Linked DNA regions of Oryzias latipes: region 1 is linked to region 2. The links are chromatin contacts, called in public Hi-C maps. All regions are on one chromosome and are shown on one strand. Each heading gives the region's core, a stretch centred on a gene start, on an enhancer-like site or on the middle of the called end of the contact. The rest is flanking DNA. Distances are from core to core; before and after follow the strand shown. Region 1 holds the start of cacng4 (voltage-dependent calcium channel gamma-4 subunit). Region 2 holds the start of prkca (protein kinase C alpha type).

The links. Hi-C and Micro-C count contacts between places; a contact is called where the count stands out from the background.
Region 1: a Hi-C map of fibroblasts shows a contact between it and region 2, with 2.6 times the contacts expected there. The contact joins the promoter of cacng4 here to the promoter of prkca in region 2. A contact is called at or near these places in 2 of 5 Hi-C or Micro-C datasets (embryo and fibroblasts).

Annotation. Positions count from the first base shown.
Region 1 is chr1:31,197,670-31,203,889 of ASM223467v1, forward strand. cacng4 (voltage-dependent calcium channel gamma-4 subunit) reads left to right here and starts at 1,690. Exons shown (of 4, transcript XM_023960429.1): 1 at 1,690-2,348. The coding sequence starts at 2,126.
Region 2 is chr1:30,972,557-30,979,263 of ASM223467v1, forward strand. It overlaps prkca (protein kinase C alpha type), which reads left to right and starts at 5,319. Exons shown (of 18, transcript XM_023960406.1): 1 at 5,319-5,670. The coding sequence starts at 5,504. LOC101167181 (beta-2-glycoprotein 1) reads right to left here and starts at 1,138. Exons shown (of 8, transcript XM_004066209.4): 1 at 1,004-1,138; 2 at 539-718. The coding sequence starts at 1,073.

The DNA.
Region 1 (6,220 bases), core at 440-2,939, 220 kb after region 2:
CTAACCAAGGGCCCAGAGTGGAGGTGCTGTGGGCCCTGCTGAATGCACTCACACGGATCCTCGGATCATGCTTTTGGTAAGTCAAAGGCATGACGCGAAGATCTTTCAATAGAGCAGGCCCGGCATTCCTAGGGGTTCCTGGTAAGGGTTCCTAGCATTGACTGTGCATAGAGAACTGGACAGAGAGACCCTTCTCCCCTCGCGTTCCAATCAGGAAGTACCCGCTGGTTCAAAAAGCCTAAAGCCCATAGAAATAAACAGCTAGGTGACAATTTTTGTGCAATCCTAGGCACTTTAATGTTGGGAGTTGGGTCATCTAGACCCACTAGACAGTGCTCTGAACCTTTTTTCTTGATTTACTTACATTGACGTGTTATTCCTACCATGACAAAGGTGGATAAAGGTAAAGAGGATTTCATTTAATCCATGGACATCAGTGCAAATTATAAATCATTGAAGAAAAAAGGCTCAGCCCACTGTGTTATGGGGTCTAGATGACCCCGCTCCAAATGTTAAAGTGCCTAAGATAGCACGAGGGTTAAGCGTGCAAATGCAGCTTTAAGGCCAGGAACATGCAGACAAAACTATCAAGAACTAAGGAGAGTTTCCTGCTATTTGCAACATAAACTGAGAACTGAGCAAAGTGACTGTGGAGGGAGTTTGCATGACACTCAAAACGCTTGAAAGTGCATCTTTGTGTAACATGAATGTCCTACTTCATTGACGCAAACAAACACAAACAAACAATACAAACGAATTCTGGTTGAGAGCAGTCAGCAAGATTACAAAGATTACTCCCCCCGTCCCCACCCCCAGGGATGCGACAAATGTAGTGAGCAAATACTGTATCACTCATGTGCCCCAACTGACGGGACTTTAACTTTGTTCAGAGATGTACGAAGCCCATGTTAACATAAGCCTTGGTTTACTGTCACATGTAATGAAGCCTGTTAATAAATCATTTCCGTCTGTGAAACACGGAGGAGGTGTGGTGATGCTCTGGGCTGCTTTGCTGCATCTGATGCAGGATGTCTTAAATCTGTATTAATAGGATGACATTTTGAGACTGAAACAGCCAGGACAAGACAAAAAACAATACATTTGACTGTTCTGAAGTATCCTCACTGAAGCATCTAAATCCTATTGAAGACTGACATTGGGCGCTTTTTAAAATAAACAATAAAAATTTAATAAATTTAATGTGGTTACAATTTTTCAAATATTACTTACATATATGAGGATTCATCACATAAACAAAAAAACCTAGAAGAAATGAGTTCTTTTTTTTTCTTATTTCTCATCGTTTCGTATAAAAAAATTAGTTATTTCACCTTTTCTTTTGTGTAGATCTGGTTTTTGTACCTCTCCACCCTATATGACAAATTTGTGTATGCGCACACAACACACACACACACACACAAGCACACACAGACATATATATATATATATATATATATATCTATATATATATATCTATATATATATCTATATATATATATATATCTATATCTATCTATCTATCTATCTATCTATCTATCTATCTATCTATCTATCTATCTATCTATCTATCTATCTATCTATCTATCTATCTATCTATCTATCTATCTATCTATCTATCTATCTATCTATCTATATATATATATATATATATATATATATATATATATATATATATATATACACACTTTCTGTTGTTTCTGCCGCGGCTCTCTTCCTCGCGTCTGATTGGCTGTAACTGCGGAGGAGGGCGTGGCTCTCGGATGCTTCATCTATTGTTCAGTTTAGAGTCAAACATCAGGCAAACCTAAACAAAAAAATCCCAGCTTCCTGAGACCCTTTCACTTATTTTGAACACCGTTTCATTTCTCTTTTGAACTTTCTATTTGAGGATCGTCTCTCTCTGCAGTTTTGGTTTCTCCTCGCTTCCACCTGTGGCCGCGTTGATGAGTGAACACAAAGAGTCTGGATGAATTCGGACTAAAGTTTTCTTCCCATAGAAGAGGAGCCAGAATAAAGGCAGAGCCGGCCGCAAAGGGTCTCCGCCGCGCTCCCGTGCGTGCGCTCCTTTGTGCCATCATGCGCTCGTGGCCCCACGCGGAGTAGGATCCTCACGTTATGAGCCGCCATGGCATGGTGTGACCGCGGGGTTCAGACTGTGCTGGCTGTCGCGGGAGCCTTCACCGCCTTCGGCCTCATGACCATCGCCATCGGCACCGACTACTGGCTGTATTCCCGGGCGTACATCTGTAACGCCACCAACGTGACCACCGACGACGGCCAAATGCAGACCAGGAAAGTCAAAGGCGACCTGACGCACTCCGGGCTGTGGAGGATTTGTTGTATTGAAGGTAAAAAAGAAACGAAAGAAAAAACATCTCACATTAGGAAGCCTCAACTGTACCGTCTATTTATCACGGTGAGAACTTTGAATGGCTTCATGTAACATCTGGAAGTTAGGATTTTTGTGATGTGACTCTGCAGAATGACGCACTGAAAGCAGCCACACCTTTTTTTTAGGGAATTGTAATAAATAGATTGGATTTTCATAAATTCAAAAACACTGAAAAACTGTTGCGCACAGCTCGCGTCATCCGCGCGTAAAGACGAGCTTGCATCACTTCTTTTCCTCCTTGCGGTCTGTAAAAAGATGAAAAAGCTCAGATCAAAGCACACAGTCTCTTCAGAAAAGCATTCTTCTTTAGTTTTCCATGAAACAATTCGATTTCTGCAGTAAAGGTTGATGTGATGAAGATGATAACAGTAGAGCTCTGGAGAAAAGCTGTTTGGTCCCCTGCTAACTTGCCTGTGGGGGTTTGGGGTTGGGCGTCTTGCGTTCGGACAACAGGTCGATTATATCATATGATGTGGATGGAAGCGTCTGCGCATAGAGCGCGCGCAGTAAACAAAGCAATGTCAATTAAATCAACCAGAAGAAAGAAGTCTACTGTTTGCTCCTCTTTGTCTTTTGTGGCGAAGAATCCCAAATTCTCCCAATCTCTGTCTTTCTCTGGTGAAAAAACGGAGGAAACTTGTGTAAAACGTTGCCTGATCTGATGTCTGTGCGCATTTGGAGCCAACCAGGTGCAGGCACTCTTCTGTGCTTGTTTAGTGGAAGAAATCTGTGAAATCACAAAGCAGATGCTAGAATCCTGTTTGATCCTCGTGATTGCGAACGCAGAAGGCATGGAAGTGGCATCTTCAGACATGGAGAGCCCTTTGACATTGTTGCAGCTGGTGGTTAATGCATGGAGCCATCACTTGCTTAGCTCTCAGGTAGATGATCCCCGGCTTTAAGTCTGCAGTTGACCTGGAATTTTCATATGGCTGCAAGAGTCGGAATGGTTTGTTGAGGATCCTTAAGAATCACTCACATCTCCCAAGTATGGAAATGTGAGTGCTGCAGACTGTTTTGCTCGTTGTTCTTTCACTCACATGCTGATAAACTTTCAACAACCCTTAAATGTCTTTCTTCAATCCACTGCAAAGGTTTTTAAATCAGGTTCTTCTTTCACATTCTGCCAAGACTACTTGTCGTTTTGCGGTTAAACGGTTTGGTTAAGAGATTTCACAGCCTGCAGGCAGTTGTTTTGTTAAATTGAGCAGCATAAAATAATTGGTCTGCAGGTTCTGACTAATCCATCCAAACGGTGATCTTACCTGTGACCCATTTGGCTCAACAAGTGAACGGTTCACTGGCAATGTAGCAATTCTTCAAAAGGAACTATAAAGGAAAAAGGAAAATTTTCTGAAAAAGCTTTTGTAGAAACAATAAAGATTTCTCAGCTATAGTAGACGTGCCAGTTTCTTCTTAGTATGCTGGAAACAATTCTGACTTTAGACGGTTTACGTTTTCCTGATTTGTTTTTCTTGAAGTGATTCTGCAGCTTCTATGAATCACAAAAGCTTCATTCTGTTTTTTGCGGTGTGTGTACGTGCGCGTGTAGAGTGGTGAATACATTAGTAAGATGTCAAAGGCGTCCTCTGAGAAGTGGAGCTGGAGATGGGATTCTGGGTTGCTAGAGGGAGGTTGCTATGGTGAAGCTATGCTGAGTAATAAAAGATCGACTTCTGTAACTCTGACAGATGGGCTCTGGGGAGATACCTCCTCTGGTGAGCTCACTCTCATTCTGCACTCTCATTATGCTGTGGCCCCCTCCTATTATTAGTGGACTAACCTTCTGTGCATATATTTATTTTTCATGTAATCTTTAAACTCTCTGGCCTTAGCCTTTATCTGGTTTGTGTGGAGTCCATCCACAGTGATTGCACTGAAGAATCAGACGGGTATTTAAATATTTAAGATAGTGCTGTCAAATCATCGCGACTAATTAATTACAGACAAATTAGCGCATTAAATCGCATCAATCTCATTTTTAATCTACTGTATAACTATTGCCATATTCTCAAAAATAAAACAAGTCCAACACTTTACTTGCAGGAAAGTTTATTTGATCTCAGCTGAAATCGTGTCTTACTCCGCTCTCAGTGTCTCTGCACCGCTGGCTCCTGTGATGTCATCAATATGCAACTTTGTAGTTCGTAACAGAGTTAATCCCAAACAATGCTATAATGCTACAACTATTATCTATTATGTAAAGGATAATGCCCGACGAGTTCTGCATTATCAGAAATTAATAGACGAGCAAAAGCCTGAACCGTCTGATGTGGAGCTTCCGTGAAGTTCATTCATTTCTGATAAGGCACACCTCGAAAGGTGTTATTCCGTTTATACCATGGTCACTTACAAAAAAAAAATCAATCCATTTTTACTACTTTAAACTTGTTATTTATGTAGGTTTGAATCATTTTCTTCACATAAGACAGGATTATTTGATATGCGGTGTGTGACACGTTGTCATGGTGACGGCTACAGAACCCGCACAGACCTCGACTGAAGAGGCAAAGAAAAGCGGTATATGCTGATCGTCATAAGTTAAAGCATGCTTTCGGGGGTAAACTTCACCTCTTACAGCTTGTTTTTGGACTCACAACACCGATGCCCTGTATAAGAAGGGCCAAAGTCGCCTCCACCTTCTGAGGAGACTGAGGTCCTTTGGAGTGTGCAGGCCTCTCTTAAGGACATTTTATGACTCTGTGGTGGCCTCTGTTATCCACTACGCTGTGGCCTGTTGGGAAGCAGGCAGCACAGAACGGGACAGGAAAAGACTTAACAAGCTGGTCAGGAGGGCCAGTTCTGTCCTGGGCTGTCCACTGGACTCTGTGGAGGAAGTGGGGGAAAGGAGGATGTTGACCAAGTTAACATCCATCATGGACAAAACCTCTCACCCACTACATCAGACAGTGGAGGCACTGAACAGCTCCTTCAGTGGCAGACTTCTACACCCCCCATGCAGAAAGAAACGGTGCCGCAGGCTATTCATTCCAACAGCTGTAAAATTTTACAATGCCACAGTTTAAATGTGCATGTACAAACCGGTAATCATACATCCATAGCCCATCTGTATATTCTGTGTTTTTACTTTATTTATTTAGTTTTATTATTATGCATAACATACGTTATTTCGTTATAGTGTACATAAGTTATTACTTTTTTACTTTTTCTATTTTTGCACATTTAGTATTCGTATTTTGTGCACATTTTGAACACCCCTCATTCATTTGCACATTGCTGTCATTCGTCTCTGCTTTTTGAACTGCTGTAACAATTGAATTTCCCCAATGTGGCATCAATAAAGAATATCTTTATCTTGTTTTTGTCTAGATGATGACACAAAAGTTTGTTTCAAAGAAATAAAGTCTAAATTGTCAAATTAATCCTGTGTTACCTCATCCTGTCTCATCTCCACCTTCTTAGATTCTCTTTCTCTTCTGCTGCATCGCATTTTTCTAAATGATCAAATTCACTAAATCACTAGTTTTCTACTGTGTTGCTGTTGTAAAAAACCATGAAATAACAAATGACAACATAGACTCACCAACTGCTTTATGAGGAACACCTGTCCAACTCCACGTCAACGCAAATTTCTAATCAGCCAATCACGTGGCAGCAATTCAAAGCATTTAGGCATGTAGACATGGTCAAGACGATCTGCTGCAGTTCAAAGCGAGCATCAGAATGAGGAAGAAAGGTGATTGCAGTGACTCTGAACGTGGCATGGTTGTTGGTGCCAGACGGGCTGGTCTGAGGATTTCAGAAACTGCTGATCTACTGGGATTTTCACCTACAACCATCTCTAGGGTTTACAGAGAATGGTCAGGA
Region 2 (6,707 bases), core at 4,069-6,568:
CATCCCATAATGCCCTGCTACGGTGGCTGTTTTGGTCAAGTTGTTCCACTCTGAGGACGGATCCTTTTCAGACGTAGGAATCTCATAACAAACTGAAGCTCAGTCCAATTGGAAACGAACCTCAAAGATGGGTCAGAGAGCGGTTCCTGGTACCGGACCAGGCTCCGCTTGGGTGTATTCAGACTGAAAAAATTTTCTGGATTATCGGGGGAAACAAACTCTGGTTTCCTTAAAGCGTGTCTAATGTGTAGACTATTAAATTATGAAGTATTTTGTAAATGACTCATGAGAAAAACTTTAGCATAGTTTTTACAAAGTAAATTTAGTTTAAAAAACAGTGTTTTATAAAAATATACCGGTAAGCAGTTTTTTTTTTAAGTTCAACCTTCAAACCAATTTTTCCTCTTTACTGTGGTGGAAGGAACCACAACACGCCAGAGAGGATTTGGAGAAACACTCAACAAGCAAACCAGCCTTTGCTTCAGTGGAAGTCCCCCCCCACCCCCGAAGAGGCTAGGAAGAGCAGAGTTTAACTCACGAGAACACGCCAGGTTCGACTCCGTCCACTGCCCAGTTGAAGTGCATCTTATTCTGGCGGTTCCCATAGATGAAGGCAGGTAACCCTGCTCGCATTTGAGGGTCACCTCCTCTCCAGCTTCAAACACACGCTTCATCACGGTGACATCGATCCCCTCAGCGACACGTGGCCGGCCACAGACTAGTTCAGGAGAGGAAAAGCAAAACGGTGGATCACCTGCACAGAATTTAGTGTTTGCAGGCACCTAAACAAGGAAATGTTTTGGAAAACTTTGACAAGATTTGGCGGAGCAGTGCAATAATAATCAAGAATCCACTTTTGACGCATAGATCAGGAGCATATTCGAAAGCTATGCATACTTTCTCCCTGCTTTGACACATCAAAGGCTGCAAAAAGCAAACAGTGCAAGTCAAACTAAAGTGCGTGCACGGGAAATTCATCACATGCTGAAAGGGCCCGGCTTACCACTTGCAGATGTTACAGTTGTGTATAAAAGTGCTTGGCTGAGAAAAAGCAGAGCCAGAGTTGCAGCCATCTTCTTGAGGTCTACTCAGTGTCTGGATGGGAAAGGGGACAACACAAATCTGTTGTGTTATTGTGCAAGACACAGTATCCTCCAGTCACATGATTTAGGAGAAAATTGGTGGAAAAAGTGCTTTATTGATTGAGTGCAAAGGTCCTGAATCCTGCATGTTTACTCAAAGACTGATCACTGGGATTGGATGCAGGATTTGGTGGTTCACTTGCACACAGTGTTCATGTGTTGACCTGGAAGAACAGTAAAAACAGTCAGTAAACACTGTTAGAGTGGTTACTGACTGTTTTTACAGTTTTTACTGTTATTACAGTTTTTATTTCTGCCTTTTCAGTAACGGATGTGATTATCCTTCATGGGATTTGAAAGAACGGCAAGATTTGGTTTGATAAACTCAGTGGAATCTGTCAATATTTACCCCCTGAGATGCAGAGGCTGACCCTGAGGTCAATGAATTGTGGGTAAATGTGGCTGAAAGTTAGACTGCATAGTTTATTTCAAACAAGAGGACACTTTAAATTGATCATGACAAAAGTAACAACATCATAGAAAACGTCTGAATTAGCAAACATGAACTTAAAATGTAAAACATGTAAAACAGGAGCTCATTAAAATGAGAATCAAGCATGACATTGGAGGACTGACAGACAAAGAAAAAAAAAGCTTGCAAATGTTTTATGTAAGTGTGGGCGAGTGTTGAAAGAAATTACTGTAATGGAGAGCAGTTTTGAAGAAAACAGTCCTCTCTGTTTTTCTGGCTTATCATGCACATTTTTAATGGGACCAACATTGTTTTGATGGCTTTAATAAATCAAATTCAAACACAATGTTAGAACTATCATGATAAAAAAAACGCAAAGTGCTCACTTGTTTATTACCCCAAAGCATGCATCTTAAATGACCCTTTCAGATGAAAAAAAAAAAAAAGAAATGACCCTTTGACACAAAACGCACCTGAAACTGACTACTTTGCATTCTCTGCTTTTCTCTGTCTCTCTGAGTCCAGGCAAAGAAACCGGAATAAAATCTTAAAATTTTTGTTTGTTTACAGATCCCCCCCCTTATCTTTAATATTTATTATACATTGTTTATTTAAGGTTCAGTGCTTCCAGTTTGAATTTATTAATAATATCCCACGCTTCGCTCTGTTAGACACACGCCAAAGTCTGCGATCAGACAAATTCCATGTCTACGGACGCAGACATGAAGTATGCATAATTAATTAAAATTGAATATATTTTCACTGCTGTTGTTCACTTTAGCTATAGAACCATTTGCTATTGCAACACGTTGTCATCCTGAACTCACTGAAATCCGAGTTAGACCAACCGAGCATTGGATTTCCTTATTTGCAGATGATGTACTTTTGTTTTGGTCAAATATAAGTAAATCAATGCAGATGATTCTTGAAGTGATTAAGTTATTTAGTGAAGTGTCAGGCCACAAAACAAACAAAGCAAAATCCTCCATCTTGCTATTAAATGCAAACGAGAGGGCAAGCCTGCTGCAAGATACAATGCAATTTAATGCAGCAACACAGTTTAGGTATCTAGGAATACACATTTGACCTAATCTAGAACAATTTGTGGGAGCTAATTATGATCTCTTGATGACAGACATTCACAACTCAATTGATAGATGGATGCAATTACCAATATATCCGATTGGAAGAGTTAATACATCAAAAATGAACATATTGCCAAAGTTACTGTCAGAAGTCAGAGCTCTGTCCCCCCCTCTGGTCACCAGCGGGAACCATCTCCAGAGTACTGAATGAACTTAATTTCCCAGCAACCACAGCGTGCACTTCCTGGATGCCACACACCTGACTCTCATTCACTCACTTAATCACAGTCTAAGGACTGCACTGAGCCTCACTCAGTGTGAAGAATTGTTTCTGCCACTTGGCCTTCATTACTGAGCGGTGTATTTGGATGTAAGTTTCTGTTTCTGACTTAGTTTTCCTGCCCTGGCTCTCGCCTGGATCCTGACTACCCCTGTCTCTTCGCTGATGCTCTCATGCTCATTATTGATTCCTGCATGCCTGACCCTGATTTAGTTTTGTGGACTTTTAGCTGAGCTAATAAACCTGCTGCATTTGGAACCAGCCGCCTGCCTGTTCCTTTGACAGCTACTCTGATTTAAAAACATACTTTTACCACCTCCTCCTGGATATTTTCCCACAAATTAGAAAGTTTTTGGTATGTTTTATCTGGAAAAACCGAAAGTCAAGACTCCCTTTGTCTTTACTTTATTGAACAAGGAGGCTTAAAATGCCTAAACTTCCAGATATGACTGGGCTGCACATCTATAATGTTTTATTATACTTATCATCCCCTGCAGTGGATGGACATTGAAATTCAATGATTAAATTGGTCTCTTCCTTCCTGTAGTCCTCAAATACAAGAAAAAAGTCATTAAAACATATCAAAAACAAAGAGGATTTCATGTAATCCAGGGACGCCAGTGAAGATCACAAATCATTGAAGAAGAAAGGTTGTCTTGTGGGGTCCAGATGACCATCTGCCTCCAAGGCACGTTAACGTTGGGAGTGGGGTCATCTGGACCCCACAAGAAAAGGAAAAAATGGAAACAAGAGTTTCATTATGGAATTTGTCCACAAGATGGCGCCATAAGACTGGTTTCCTCCAGTGGACAAGGAGCCTCCTCTCCCTTCCGCCAGATCCTGTTGAGTGACATCAGCCTGAGCAGAGGGAGGAACAGGAGCGAAACCTCGTCAAGTTATTAATGGTTCATGCGTTCCTAACCGGAAACGGTGTTTTCATTTTAAAATACCAATTTTTTATTCTCAGATGTGTTCAATGCTAACAAAACCCGGAGGATTTGTGTGGATTAAAGTACTTAAACTTCTAATAAAAATTGAGCAAATTTATTTTGCAAGAATTTCCCAAAATATTGCATTTAGGATTTCATATATTCTTTATTCATCCAAACAAAGTGCAAATATTCAGATGAGTTTTTGTAATAAAGATTTAAAGATCAATGAATTAGTTGTTTTTGTGTTTTTACACTGAGGGCTGCTTTGCAGCAGCATCTGTGATGATGAACAAATGCACTTTCGTAAGCAGATGTTTAAAGTCCAGCTAATTATCATAAGTATCTGAATAAAAACCTTCAGAAATATTAGTAATACTTATTTATGGACGAATGCAATAAAAATACAGAATATTACATCACGCCCAATCTATTCTAAGGTTGGAAAATAGATTTTTTTTTAAACATATCTGTTTAAAATGATCTGTATTGGTTTTATAAGGGAAGTTAAACAATTGTCCCAGCATTTTTATTTATTTTTTGGTCAAAAAATCGACTAAATCTTCTGCAGCTCCTTGCACTGCCTATGCAGAGAGGTCAGAGGTTCCTTGTGCTGAGGATCTGGATGGAGATGCAGATTCCAGCCGGACCGGACTTCTGACCATACTATTCAAGTATTGAAAGTACTTTACGTAATTGAAAGTACTTTATTTTTATTGATTTGTGATCGGAGAATTAAATGGTGATTTTTTTTCCTAGGGGTGTAAAATCATTGTGTTAATGTGGGTTATTGTAACAATTTTATCAACTCTCCAAAATGTATGTACAATAGTGAAAATATAGTAAAACAACAATACTTTACTATTTAGAAGTTTCTTTGCTCTGTTTAGAAACAGAACAGCTTCTTGATTGCTTGGTTTGTGGTTGGACAAAAAATATCTTCCATAAGTTGCTTTGTGCTTATGACATTTTATAAACAAGTCAATCATTGTTCTATGGAGTTACCTCATATTGTTCAGGGTTAGAAAATAATTGAAAATGTTTTTTTTATGTCACTAGATAAGGCTTTAGATCTTTGTTGAAACCTTAAAAAAATATAATTAAAAAAAAGCCAAGCAAAGCATTTTTTTTTTACCGAAAAGCAAAACTTCTTCTTAAACTTAAACACTTAAACAAGAAAATGTTGTGATTAAAAATAGTACATTAAACCCCAAAGTGTTGTTTATAAAATACAATGTGATCTAAAAATTAAATAAAAAATATGAAAACTACAGGCCTTTACGCAAAAATGGACAAGATTAAGGTCACTCAAAGACCCATTTCAACTCGCACAAATCATATTTACACATTTTTGTCATTTTAAAAAATAAATAACATTTATAAAGGAAAACCAAGAAACGCTAGGTCGGACTTTTACTTTGAAGGTTTGTGACCGGATGCGGAAACGCTGAGAACGTTGCGCTTGACGGAAGCGGGGCTGTCATTTGTGTGAGTGGAACAGCCCGGTGGTATCGAGCGGGAGGGAAAGCCCTCGCATTCTGCCAGCCTTCAGCGGAGACCGTCGCTCCGCAGTCCGAGCCTCCACGCCGAAGGAAGCGCATCCCCGCGGACCGACTGACCCCGAACCCTGAGGGAGCGAAGCGTTTCAGGGAGACATGGCCGATGGAAGTTTTAACGAGTCGTCCACCGCGGACGTAGCCAACAGGTTTGCCCGAAAAGGTGCGCTGAGGCAGAAAAACGTCCACGAAGTGAAGGACCACAAGTTCATAGCCAGGTTCTTCAAGCAGCCGACTTTCTGCAGCCACTGCACCGACTTCATCTGGTAAGCCTCCCACCTCCTCCACCCCCCTGACTGCCGCCGCCTGTTGCATATCGGATAACTTCAGCCCCGCATGATGCAGCTTCAGCCTTCTGTCCCCTTCTGCACCCCCGAAAGCCTTGTTGCTCCAGACAGGAGTCAGGCTTTTCCTTGGAGCTCATCTGCGGCTCCTCTGTCCGTCTGTCCAGCGACCATGTGGGAGGAGTTCTGCTGTCACAACAGCTGGCCCCTTGTCAGTGGGAGAGAACAGAGTTTCTGCAGATTTGTCACTGCAGAAGAAGCCTGTTTCTGTCTTGAGGTCCTGATGAAGGAGTTGTCAGTTTGGTGCTTCAGTGGGGGCTGGAGCTACGCAACTGTTGAGGTGTGCAGTGCGTGGTGGGCGTGTAGACTGTTGGGTTTTGTTTCTCAGACACATGTGTAGGAAGGGATTTGCAAAGCACGGCAGACTCAACCCCCCCCCTGCATTTTTCAAGACAGATGTCAGTCTAATTTATGAACATTTTCCAAACATTCATTTTTTTTGTTCAGGGAGGAGCTGAACTTTTGTTTATGGCTTTTTCTGTTGACTGTGGGTGGTGTATTGGCCTTTATTGCTGGTGGCATGGATCATTGACAGGCTCACGTTGTGACCTTGTGGCCTCCTAAACACTACCGGTACTCCTTAGTGCAAAGAATCTGAAACGTTAACTCAAACAACAATCTCCTTTTTTTTATTTATTTTTTTGTAAAATTAGGGGGGAGCTGTTTACTGCAGCCTGGATGATTGAAAACTAGGGCTGTAATGATTCATTTTAACAACGATTCATTTCATATCCTAATTTGTGGTTGACGATATGATTTGTCAGTTTTGGTTCATTTTGGAACAATTTGATTCACTGACCTAAAATCATTTTAATATATTCAACCAGTGTGACTCAGAGATAAAGAATCAAGTGCAAATGAAAAATGAAATGGCAAATCCATTCACATTTTAGTTTCCACTGTTTTTCCACATCCAAATGTTCCAAAGGGAACATTATTAGAACATTCTAGACACTGTA